Regions from separate parts of the Mus musculus genome. Here all the other regions are linked to region 4. Evidence: chromatin contacts called from public ChIA-PET and promoter capture Hi-C data. All regions are on one chromosome and are shown on one strand. The core of a region is the stretch at or near the end of the contact, and the rest is flanking DNA. Distances in the headings are between cores, read along the strand shown. Region 1 overlaps Dlgap5 (DLG associated protein 5). Region 2 holds the start of Fbxo34 (F-box protein 34). Region 3 holds the start of Lgals3 (lectin, galactose binding, soluble 3). Region 4 holds the start of Gmfb (glia maturation factor, beta).

What was found. ChIA-PET counts read pairs in DNA pulled down with a chosen protein or histone mark. Capture Hi-C pulls out chosen DNA fragments and counts their contacts.
Region 1: a contact with region 4 is called in an RNA polymerase II ChIA-PET map of memory CD8 T cells, with 57 read pairs. The contact joins the enhancer-like site here to the promoter of Gmfb in region 4. A contact is called at or near these places in 9 of 39 promoter capture datasets (the 3T3-L1 cell line, the C10 cell line, the HPC-7 cell line and 3 more), 1 of 484 Hi-C or Micro-C datasets (regulatory T cells) and 2 of 115 datasets of contacts at active chromatin or transcription factors (memory CD8 T cells and regulatory T cells).
Region 2: a contact with region 4 is called in an RNA polymerase II ChIA-PET map of memory CD8 T cells, with 14 read pairs. The contact joins the promoter of Fbxo34 here to the promoter of Gmfb in region 4. A contact is called at or near these places in 7 of 39 promoter capture datasets (the C10 cell line, fetal liver, hematopoietic stem and progenitor cells and 3 more), 7 of 484 Hi-C or Micro-C datasets (CD4 T cells, CD8 T cells, LSK cells and 2 more), 2 of 115 datasets of contacts at active chromatin or transcription factors (bone marrow-derived macrophages and memory CD8 T cells) and 1 of 9 other capture datasets (liver).
Region 3: a promoter capture Hi-C map of adipose tissue shows a contact between it and region 4. The contact joins the promoter of Lgals3 here to the promoter of Gmfb in region 4. A contact is called at or near these places in 4 of 39 promoter capture datasets (the 3T3-L1 cell line, the HPC-7 cell line, cranial neural crest and 1 more), 5 of 115 datasets of contacts at active chromatin or transcription factors (astrocytes, bone marrow-derived dendritic cells, effector CD8 T cells and 2 more) and 2 of 9 other capture datasets (adipose tissue and liver).

What each region holds. Positions count from the first base shown.
Region 1 is chr14:47,393,840-47,396,545 of GRCm38.p6, forward strand. It overlaps Dlgap5 (DLG associated protein 5), which reads right to left. Exons shown (of 19, transcript NM_144553.2): 14 at 1,916-2,135; 15 at 298-478. Among named protein-coding and RNA genes, the nearest start is that of Lgals3, 21 kb to the left of the region's middle. Within about 2 kb of position 1,367, at least 74 of the 459 cell types and tissues checked have an H3K27ac peak or open chromatin away from gene starts, as enhancers often do. A contact at or near this core is called in the HPC-7 cell line, hippocampal neurons, memory CD8 T cells and 1 more, where this site is marked.
Region 2 is chr14:47,471,256-47,473,955 of GRCm38.p6, forward strand. Fbxo34 (F-box protein 34) reads left to right here and starts at 1,306. Exons shown (of 3, transcript NM_001146086.1): 1 at 1,306-1,462.
Region 3 is chr14:47,372,610-47,375,309 of GRCm38.p6, forward strand. Lgals3 (lectin, galactose binding, soluble 3) reads left to right here and starts at 1,251. Exons shown (of 6, transcript NM_010705.3): 1 at 1,251-1,343.
Region 4 is chr14:46,820,898-46,823,597 of GRCm38.p6, forward strand. It overlaps Gmfb (glia maturation factor, beta), which reads right to left and starts at 1,345. Exons shown (of 7, transcript NM_022023.2): 1 at 1,204-1,345. The coding sequence starts at 1,206.

The sequences.
Region 1 (2,706 bases), core at 117-2,616, 570 kb after region 4:
TCAGTCCTGGTGCTTTAAGACAGGCAGTGTTGCTAAAGCTGGCTCCAAACTGCTGGCGAAATAATCCTTCCACCTCAGCCCCTGAGTGGCTATGATTACCAACACTAGAGTTGGTTCCAACCTGAAATCTGAAGTCTGTTTCCTTAGAAAAGAGGAAGCCTTGCCCACATGTTACAGGGTTACATGTGAAGTTTAATTAGAAACATACGGCTGATATATATACTTTACCAGCTTAACCATATGGAACGATAGCTCACGTCAATACCACTAAACTCACAGTACACATGAAAGAGATACCTGCTTTCAAGACCATCTGAAAACGTCCGATCAACATGCTCGCTCTTGCTGCTCTGAGGGTCCGGCTTCTTCAGTGGCATCTTCTGTCTCAGAAGGTCCCCTGCAGCCCTGCCCTCAGGCACAACTTTGCTGGCAGACAGAGGTGTTCCAAATCTTTGAGAACGACGTTCAGAAGACAGGACTGGAAATAAGAAGAACAAGCCCCATAGCAAGTCTTTCCGGCCAGTCTCTGTTCAGAGAGGAGGCACAGAGCCTGCTCTTGTCAACATCTGTTACTGTCCAGTACCAGGGGCTTTGTGGGACAAGAGGATCGTCACGTTAGCCCGTGCTTAGCTTTCATATGCCATGCCTATGATGCAAAAGGCTGCCGAGAGGCTCAGTTGTTAAGGACACTGGCTGTTCTCCCGGAGGAGCCAGGTTTGGTTCCCAGCACCTAGTGATATTTCACGACAGCTCTAACTCCAGGTCCCGGGGATCTGATATTCTCCTCTGACTTCCACAGGCATCAGGCACACACGTGGTGTGGACAAAGTGTAGGTAAAGGTACATAAAATCAAACTAAAACTTAGAAAGAAAGACGAAGAGGTGCACCTCTACAGGAAGAATGTTTTAGAAGGTATAATGTAAATTAGCAAGTGGGCTATCCCTAGCTAACGCAGGCAACAAGTGCTTGGGTCAAGAGCGTTGACTCAGAGGAGTGGCGGCGCACACCTTTATCTCAGCACTTAGGAAGAGGTAAGAGATCTCTGTGAGTTTGACGCCAGCCTGGTCTATATAGTGACCAGCAAGGGCCACACAGAGAAACCCCGAGTCAAAAGAGAGTCTTTCCTGGTAAGTTGAGACATCAGCTGTATCCTGCTGTAGATGGTTACCAAACACCGCTGAAACATAGGCTAGTCATGGGAACAGGGGAACAAGAAAGCATTACAGATAAACTGCTGAGATACTCGGCTTCCTCCAACATGGCACTTGAGCAGCTGCTGCCAGAACCACAGTCCTAGCAGGAGGTAAGAGAATGACCTCACGTGGGTAGCGTACAGGAGACTGTTGAATACAGGGATGCGCAGTGGGGGCTGGTGGCACAAGCCCGACACCACATCCTCTCCAGAGGCTCAGACAGCAAGCTACAGGCCTGTGTGAGTCCAAGGACAGCCTGGGAAACTTAGCCAAGCCTTGTCTAAAAAGAGAGGATTTCAGAAAAGGAGGCTATGTCTGGAGGGACAAGTGCTTGCTAACCATATGTCAAGCTGAGTTTGCCCCCAAGGATCTCAAACACAGCAGCACAGATGACTCCCTCAACCCCCGTGCAGAAGGGCATGGCTGAGGGAAGTGTGATGGCTCAGGTCTGCTTCCTCTGCATTGTACCCCTAGCCCAGCTTGTCTCGGAACCTCACAGACAGACTGGCACTGCATGGCAGAGACAGCTATGGCATCACTTGGAGAACAGGCACAAGCCCGCACTCGTCTCAATATTTGATGTGCACGCAGGCTTGCCAGCACAGAACCCACTTCTAGCCATCAGCGTGTGGGCTCTTTCATGGGAAAGTCACTCTCCACCATTCACTCCAGCCCCCAGTTGGCCCAAACACCGCTCTTCAGTCTCAGCAAAGCTACAAACCTGAGAATGACTTCACTGGGCTCTCGATTCTGAAAAACCCAGCATCAAACACTATTTTGTCAACTTCCTTTGTGTTCTCCGGAGCTGCTGCGTGGGCCTGCACTTCCTGCTGTGGCCTGCCTTTCATTGCATTCTTTATGGCTGCAAGGCGACTCCTAGCTGCCGCTCGTCCGTCGTCATCCTGCTTTGCTTTGCTTGTTCTACCGGGCACAATTTTTTTCTGCAAGGAGAAATAGTAATTAAAGGTATGTTCATTACCACCTTCTCCTGTTCCTGTGGTACTGAGGACTGACCCCAGAGCCCTCCCTGTGCATACCAGGAAATCGTTCTTCCACTGAAGTTAAGTCCGTAGCCCTTTTAACTTTTATTCTGAGACAGGGTCTCACTATGTTGTCCCCCATGGCTTGAATGCACACCTGTTTCAGCTCAGGACCAGCTGATATTAAGGGGACATCATCCCACCGACTGAGCACCACCTTGTGGCGTCTGATGGTGTGGATGAAAACGACCCCCATAGGCTCATGCGTGGGAATGGCTGGTCCCCAGTCAGAACTGTTAAGGCAGAATTAGAGGTGGCCCTGCTGAAGTAGGTATGCCCTTGTTGGAGGAGGTGGGGATGGGGGCTGGTGGATGAGGTTTCATAAAGTTCTCTCCAAACAACCAAACAATGTAGAAGGAGAGACATCTGGTGGTCACAGGCAGAATTACAATTCTTATATGATAGAGACACTGATAAATTACTTTGAGAGCTAAACACACAATTAAGAAATACCCACAGTATGTCAGGAGCA
Region 2 (2,700 bases), core at 56-2,555, 650 kb after region 4:
CATCTGCTGCAGCATCTCACTGGTCCTATTTCTACATTTTGATTCTTTAAGACTTCACACACACGTTTCACAAGAGGTTTTTTATTTTCTGATGTGAGGCTGTTTAAAAAATTTTGTGTGTATAGCTATTTTGCCTGCACATGTGTGCACCAGATGTGTGTCTTGGATCCCCTGGGACTGAAGTAACAGATAATTGTGAGCCACCACGAGAGTGCTGAGAATTGAACCTGGGTACTTTAGAAGAGCAGCTAGTGCTCTTAAGTGCTGAGTCTTCTTGTTGTTGTTGTTTTTTTTTTTTTTTCTTTCACTGATAAGTTTACAAGGCTCTTGTAGATTAGCAGTTTAACTTTAAAGTTTATGTACTTTCTGGTAGGTACTTCTGCCATAATTTTATGGAAAATATATTCTTTTGTAAAAATTTTTTTTATGTGTATAGTGTTTTGTCTCCGTGCATGCAGTGTTTGTGGAGGCCAGAAAAAGACGTCTGATTCCATGAGGCTGCAGTTACAGACAAGTTTCGAACCACCTTGTGGTGTGCTGGGAATTGAATTCCCCTGGAAGAGCAGCCAGTGTTCTTAACAGAGAGGACCCGCGCCCTGCTCCCGCTGATCCCAAATTTGCTTTGCCATTGAGGGTGACCATGAACCTGTGGCGCACCTGACATCACCTCCCAAACTCTGGGATTACAGATATGAAGCAACATGCCCAGTGTGTAGGACATCAGGATCAAACCCAGGGCCATGGGCTTGCTAAATAGCTCATTTTAAAAATTTGAAATAGATGAGCCGGGTGTGGTGGCACACGCCTTTAATCCCAGCGCTCGGGAGGCAGAGGCAGGCGGATTTCTGAGTTCGAGACCAGCTTGGTCTACAAAGTGAGTTCCAGGACAGCCAGGGCTATACAGAGAAACTCTGTCTCCTAAATAAATAAATAAATAAATAAATAAATAAAATAAAATAAATAAAAATAAAAATTGAAATAGAACCATACGCTAGTGGTAGAACCAAGATTAGAACCCAGACATGTTGGATATCTAACAGGGTCAAACGTATTAAGGCTTCTGGAGCACCTGGGAGTGTTAATGAACTTGTCACTCTAACTGTGCTCTAGGGTTAGGGTCCTTGTTGTGCAGTGACACTCAAACTCCCCAATCTCCCGCCACACCAGGCTTGTAGGCGCTTGTCCTGGCAGCTCCCATCTCTCCCCACAGCGCTCGCGGCCGCCCGCAGGGGGCGCTGGCGCACGCAGGCTTTGCGGCCCCGCCCCCGGGCAACCGTCGATTGGGCCGGCGCGTGATGTCACGCCGGTTTAGCCAACAAATGGGTTTCGGGGCGAGCGTTGGGCTCCGCCGCTCAGCGCTGAGCTCCTGGTCCGCCTCAGTGTCGGGGAGCGAGTCAGGCCTGCCGCCGCCGCATCGGGCTGCCGCAGCCCCGGGCCAGGCCCTGGCCCGGCAGAAGCACAGGTGGGCCGGGCGAGGGCGCGGGGCTGCGGGGCGCGGGGCAGGTGGACACCGTGGCGGCTCCCGCTGCTCCCCGCGGCAGGGCCGAACGTTGGGGGCGGGGACCGCGGCTCGCCGTGCTCGGGGTGCCGCCGCCGCAGCGTCCTCCAGAGAGCCGTCCTCGCGGCCTGGCCCCGAGGTCGTGCGCCCGGCTGCTCCCTGGGCCCGGAGTCCGGCGACCCAAGCTAGGCCGCCGCGGGTGGGCTGCGTGCGGGGCGCGGGGCTCCGGGTGTCCCCGTGCAGGTGAGCGGCGCGTCTCCTCCACCCTCCCCGGGGGGCCCTGGCGTGCGAGCCTGCGGTGGTGAGGTCACAGTGCCGAGGCTCGGCGTGCGGGTGATGTCAGGGCTCTACCGAGACAGACCGTGATGTCACTGCAGGCCCCGAGTGGCGACCTTGGCGCGCGGAAGGGCTGGGAGGACCCGCGGGGAGAAAAAGGAAGTTCGGTCCTAGCAGATTTGAACCAAAATCTTGGGATCTCGGCTTCGTACAGTTTGGATGTAATAATTGTCAGGTGCTTAAACTTCATTTCGGAGAGCATCGGTAGTAGTACAGTTTAAGGACATTCGGTTTAGATATGAGGGATCTTGGGGGTTGGGCGTGGAAGGGGTATTAGGGTGTTCACTGTGCCTTCAGGAAGCTAAACTCAGTTTGATGGTTTGATGTAGCAGTTGCTGGGAAAGGGTGCGCGGGGGCTGAACCAACTGGAGGGCTGATAATTTAGTTGGCTTTATCTTTTTTTTTTTTTTTTTTGCCAGTGATCTGCTTGTTAGCGAATGACCAAGGCAAGCAGATCTTGAATGAACTTTGTCTTGCAAAGAAGGGGAGCTTGAATCAATCCAACATTTTTCTTAAATAATAATCCCCCGATGATGTAATTTATCCTGGTGTTTCTTGCCCCCCCCTCCCCCGTTTTATCAGGGACATTTGTTTTTTTCTGTGATTATAGCTCAGCAATAAGCCTCTGCTTTGCAGCCCACCCCCACCCCAAGACTAGGCTGTAACGTAATATAACACATCTGAGGACTACCTTTGGGGTCAGGCGACTTACATTTTGTCAGTAGTGCTTCCGAATGTGAAATGATAAATTTTAGCAGGTGATTTTGTGAATGTTGATTTTTCTCAGGCTTTGAAAAGATAGTAGACCTGCATAGAAGCACTGGCGCACTGGCGGTCAAGCACACATCTCTTGACTGCCCGTAGTG
Region 3 (2,700 bases), core at 1-2,500, 550 kb after region 4:
TGTGGCTTAAATGACAACATTCAAGAGTTGGTTCTCTTCTTTCCTCTTGAGTTACAGGGATCAAAGTTAGGCGTCGGGCTTTGTAGCAAGCACCCTTACGGGATTATGCTTGACTCTCTATACCCATATTTTCTCATGTCTAAAATGGGATTTGTAAGCAAGGGCACAGCGACATCACTGAATGAGTAGAAAGATAAGTTTATTGGGGCTCAAACCACCAAGGCAATAAACATTCCCCTGCCCCGGGTGTGGGGAGAAGTCAGCAGAATGGGGGGCTTTGAGCTGTTACAGGCTGTTGGGATTGACCGGGAAGCAGGTGCCCTTGCCTGAGGTAGTTGACATTGGGGGCAGACTAAGGGAGATCCCTGGTCAACAGAAACCACCTATAAGCTTCTGTTTGTGCAGCCAGAGTCCCTCTGTTTAGGACCAGCACTGGCATTCTGGGGGGCTGCTTTGGACCTAATAGGATTAAAATAATGCCAACTCCATAAATGTATGTAAAGCCCTAGGCATAGAGTGGGGTGCATAAGTGTTTGGTAGATATTAGCTGATGTATCTGAAGCTGGGGAAAAATTATCTTGAATATCCTTAACCACATCACTCAAGTTTTTAATCTATATAAATGGTTCCAAACTGGTTATCAGCCTCTTGCAAAAGCGGCTGTTCCTTGTAACTATTTTCATATAGACAGAGCTACACCCTGTCCTCTTGATTTAACTGCCCCTTGCCCGTGCTGTAACTCTCCTCCAATCTTTGAGAAAACATCTTCCTAGGAATCAATTCACACATTCATACTACTTCATTCATTAATTCATTCGTCCACATTCATTCATTCACTCATCAATCAATCAACCAACAAATACCTACCGAGAACCTACTATGTACCACATTGGGTTTACCCAGCCCAGCAAAATCCAGAGCAGGAGTGAATGCAAACAGGGGCACCTCTTACATCTCAGATTTGTCAGGGACACCTGCTCCTCCCTTCCCTCACACTCAAAGTCACTGCCATTTCTGCGGAAGGCTTCAGGTGAAGGAATTAGGGGCAGGATGAGACCCTGACAGGCAGCTTCAGACAAGGGAATTGGGTGAGTCTGAGAGTCTGGGTGCGGTCGGCTAGGGCCCACTGCGGGGCACAGGTGAGGGGCACAGGCTGGCGGGCGTGTCCCAGTCCACTGTGGGGAAGCTCCGTGGTCCGTGGGGCGCGGTCCAGCCAGGCGCCTGCAGGGCGAGGGATGCTGCCCCGCCCTGGGAGGGCGGGCCCGGGGAAAAGAGTACTAGAAGCGGCCGAGCCACCGCCCAGCTCTGACAGCTAGCGGAGCGGCGGGTGGAGCACTAATCAGGTGAGCGGCACAGAGAGCACTACCCAGGTGAGCGGCGCGGGGCGCGGGGACCGGTGCTGCTCAGTGCACCAAGAAAGGGCTGGGCTCCCGGGAGATGGACGGAGGTGACCTTCAGGGTCCCAGGCGCTGGTCTACCGCCTTGGCTCTCCTGCGGGTAACTCTCGGAGAAAGTTATTCACGACCTACATACTAAGTCTCTTTGGGATGGCGGGATGCCAGCGGGCCCTGGGCACTCCTTCGAAGCCCTGCGTTAGAGTGAGCCACAACCTACGGAGATCCACCTTGTAGCTGGCCCCTAGCTTGGCCATAGGGATCAGGTGCCTCTTCTGGCACGTTGGGGGTGGGGGTGGGAGTTTGGAGACTCAAAAGACATCGCCCAGGATTCCTGACTCCTGGAGGAATTCCAGCAGGCTCCTTTGGTGCACGTGGAAGCCTTCCACTAGAGATCTTGCTGTGTGGTGCCAGTGAGTTCCACCAGGTTCAGCGGAGGTAGGGGCTATAGCCACCCGCTGCGTGCTTGACCGCACAGGACAGTGCTGCCCAAGCCCTAGTGCGCATGTGTCGGGATGAAGAACTACTGTAACCTCTAACATTTTTTTGTAAGCCAAGTGACTCATTCGTGACCAGTGTGGTTATTTGTGCAATAACCTCTAGATCTGGGTGGAGGAAGTCTTGGGTGTGGCCGTGTTGGTCTCAGAGTGCAGACCCTTAGCGAGAGGCTTTCAAAGGTTGCATTTATGCTGAATTATGTTACTCAAGCACTATTGCAGGGAATCGAGGATGGGACGGGAATGGGTGGGGAGGGGGAGTTGAGACTGAGGCTTAGGATTCCGGCTAACCCTAGCAGGGAAGCAAGTGATTCCTATTTGAAGAAATTGGAATATTTATAAAGCGACCCCCGGGGAGTAGGGTTTCTGGATAATGAGAACATTTGGACTTAGTGACCCGGCTAATTCTGAGGAAAAGAACAGAAACCAGTGTGTAAAAACTATCACTTTCTGAAATTCCAAGATGTTTGCTTCAAGTTTATAGTTCCGTATTTTTATTTATTTACCTTTGGGGGCAGGGGAAGTATCTTAGTTAGGGTTTTATTGCTGTGAACAGACACCATGACCAAGGCAGCTCTTATAAAGGTCAACATTTAATTGTGGTGGGGGTGGCTCACAGGTTCAGAGCTTCAGTCAATAATCCTCAAGGCAAGAGCATAGCAGCGTCCAGGCAGGCATGGTGCAGGAGGAGCTGAGAGTTCTACATCTTCATCTGAAGGCTGCTAGTGGAAGACTGGCTTCCAGGCAGCTAGGATGAGGGTCTTAAAGCCCACACCCACAGTGACACACCTACTCCAACAGGGCCACAC
Region 4 (2,700 bases), core at 95-2,594:
CTCTCTCTCTCTCTCTCTCTCTCTCTCTCTCTCTCTCTCTCTCTCTCTCTCTCTCTCTCTCCACTACATAAGAACTGGGTTAGATTCAATATGAAGGAAATAAAGACTTACAAAGATAACTTCTAGACTTCTGGCTTTGTGTAAGGAACACAAACACACCTTTAGCCAAGTTGCAGAATTCCGGCTGAATGAAGACCAGATGTGTGGAGGAAGCTATGAGTTCTTTTTGGACAAACTGAGGAGCCTCTGTGGCTTCTGTGTGATGAAATTAACCAAAAAGTGGAATGTAACTGCTGGTTGGATCTCAGCTAAGGTCAGAGATAGGAACTCACAGGTCAACTCAACGTAGGTGGTTACTGAAGCCAGAAGTTCAGCAAAGAGAAAAACAATAGAAAATGAAGCCTTGGAATGGAGCCTAGGGCACTCACGGGCATAGTCCAAGGAATGGAGAAAGGAATCCAAGGGGAACAGATGCATCAGCAGAAATAGGAGGAAAGCCAGTTCTGAATCCCAAAAGCCAAGGGGGTTGGGGTAGGCAAAATTAAAGAGATGCCTCAAACACCAGTGTCAACACCCTGGAATGTAGCTGAAAGGTCAAAACGATGAAAAGCCACGAGTTCACTGGGTTCAATGACCGCGGTAAGATCTGCTAGACGGAAGTGGTCCCCAAGAGAGGATTTATAGATAAGTGTCTTCCTGTTGTTGTTTCCATGATACTTGGTCGTACTTAAAAAACACTTTGGGAAGGCTCCAGAAGGTCCTTGAGAGCACCTGACTTAATTCTCCACTTTGTCTTTATGCTTGGGGTCCATCGTCAAGGAGATCAGAAACCACTGCCCCAGACGCAGCAAAACTAAACCTCTGACAGTTGCTTAAAGGCAAAATCAGAGCCCTGGGTCACATGGGTTCCAACGGCCTGGACTGGAAGAATGTGGGTATCGGGAGCTATTCAGCCAGAAACAAGGGGGTGCAGGTAGAAAGAAGCCTGGGCGAAGCCGGAATGCAACCAGAACCCTGACACTCGCCTACAACGCCGGCCCTCAGGCCCAGCCCGTTTCCGCCGCGGGGACCACAAGGGTCCACGCGGAGGCCACGTTCCAACCGTCCGCCCGCAGCGCGGGGGTCTTCCGCGCTGCCGCTGGAAGTCGGGAACGGACTGCGAGTCCGTCCAACCCCGCGGTGCCTCCCTTCGCCGCCACTTACCATTTTCCTTCCGGTCGTCAGCGGCCCGTTGCCGTGCGATCTCTTGGGCCCCTTTAAGAATGGCTCGGCAGCCAACTCCCTTCCTGTTTCGGCTGGCGCACCGCTCAGCCTCCCCCACCTAAGGACGCGGCCGCCGTGGCCCGCACGTGACAGCGGACGGCGGGAGGCGAGGCCCAAAATTTGGCGAAATGCGGACGCGGGCGCCTCTGGTGCCTGTTAAGTAAGGATGCTGCGCCGTTACCAAGGAATGAGCCAGCCAAGCGGTGCGCAGATTCTTGGTGTCTTTAAATATTCTACAAGCCTTAACGGCAGGTATTTCGTGGTGCCAAACCTGAGCTAATGACTTGAGTGGTAAATGTGCGTGTCGATTACAGTTTACTTGCAGATTTAATGCTTTTCAAAGGTAGACGCGGCTTTCATCCTTGCACCTGTCCCAGGGCGCCATCCCTGACCCTGCCTGCTTTCCAGAACTTACTGAATAAATTTATTTTCCAAAATCTATTCATACTCACCAGTAAATGGTTACCAATGTTGATCATGTTGGCTTTTACTCTCAAGTTACAGCGAATTGAACTCTGAAACCCAGGTGCTCTTATTGTTTCAAAGTGTGACACTCAAAAAGTTACGACCTTTTAAATGTATTACTACTGGTATTCCATAACGGAGATAAACTTGCCTTTCTAAGAAACAGTATGAGGTACAAAAAAGACTATGTGGATGAAAGGATTGGCAACTTTACGAAAAATAAATATAAGAGATTTTTAAAACATTCTAATATTTGTATACTCTTTTGGTACTTCCTCCTTTGTCATCCATAACTATTATCCTCAAACGATTAGTAGAATTCTCTTTCAAAAATAAGAAAGGATGGGAGTTGGAGAGATGGCTCAGGGGTTGCGAGTACAGGTTGTTCTCTCCACCCTGGCCGGATCTCCAGAACCCACCAATATGGTAGTTGACAGTGTAACTCCAGCCCCAGGAAATCCAAAACACTCTCTGGCCTCCAGGGCCACTGCAGGCTTGTGGTGCAAGCAGGCAAAACACCCATACACACAAACTAATAATATAGTTTTTAAGAATAAGAAAGAAATTGGAAGGGAGGAAAGAAGAGAGAAATGCCAAGAGCAACTTTGATTTCTAAAAATAGAGTTTTGGATCTCCATATTAAACCCAGAGGTTTTCAGTGAGAGGCACCTTATGCAGTTTTGAATCTCTATAAGCATTTGTTTTAAATCCAGATATTGGTAATGGTAAATGGATTTCCTGTACACCACTCCTTAAGGAAGGTGGGACAAAGTGAACAGTAGGAAGGGAAAACCTTCTGCTGTGGATCTGTAGAAGCTGGGGAGGAAGGCTGGAGCACCTGCAGAGCCTTCCTTTCCCACTCTGGCCTTCTCCTCTAGCTTGAAATGGCAGAGGGAAGGATGTAGTCACTGGAGCATCAAAATAGGCAAGGTGTCAGAGAAAATCCTCTTCTCTGGGGAGAAGCCTGGAACT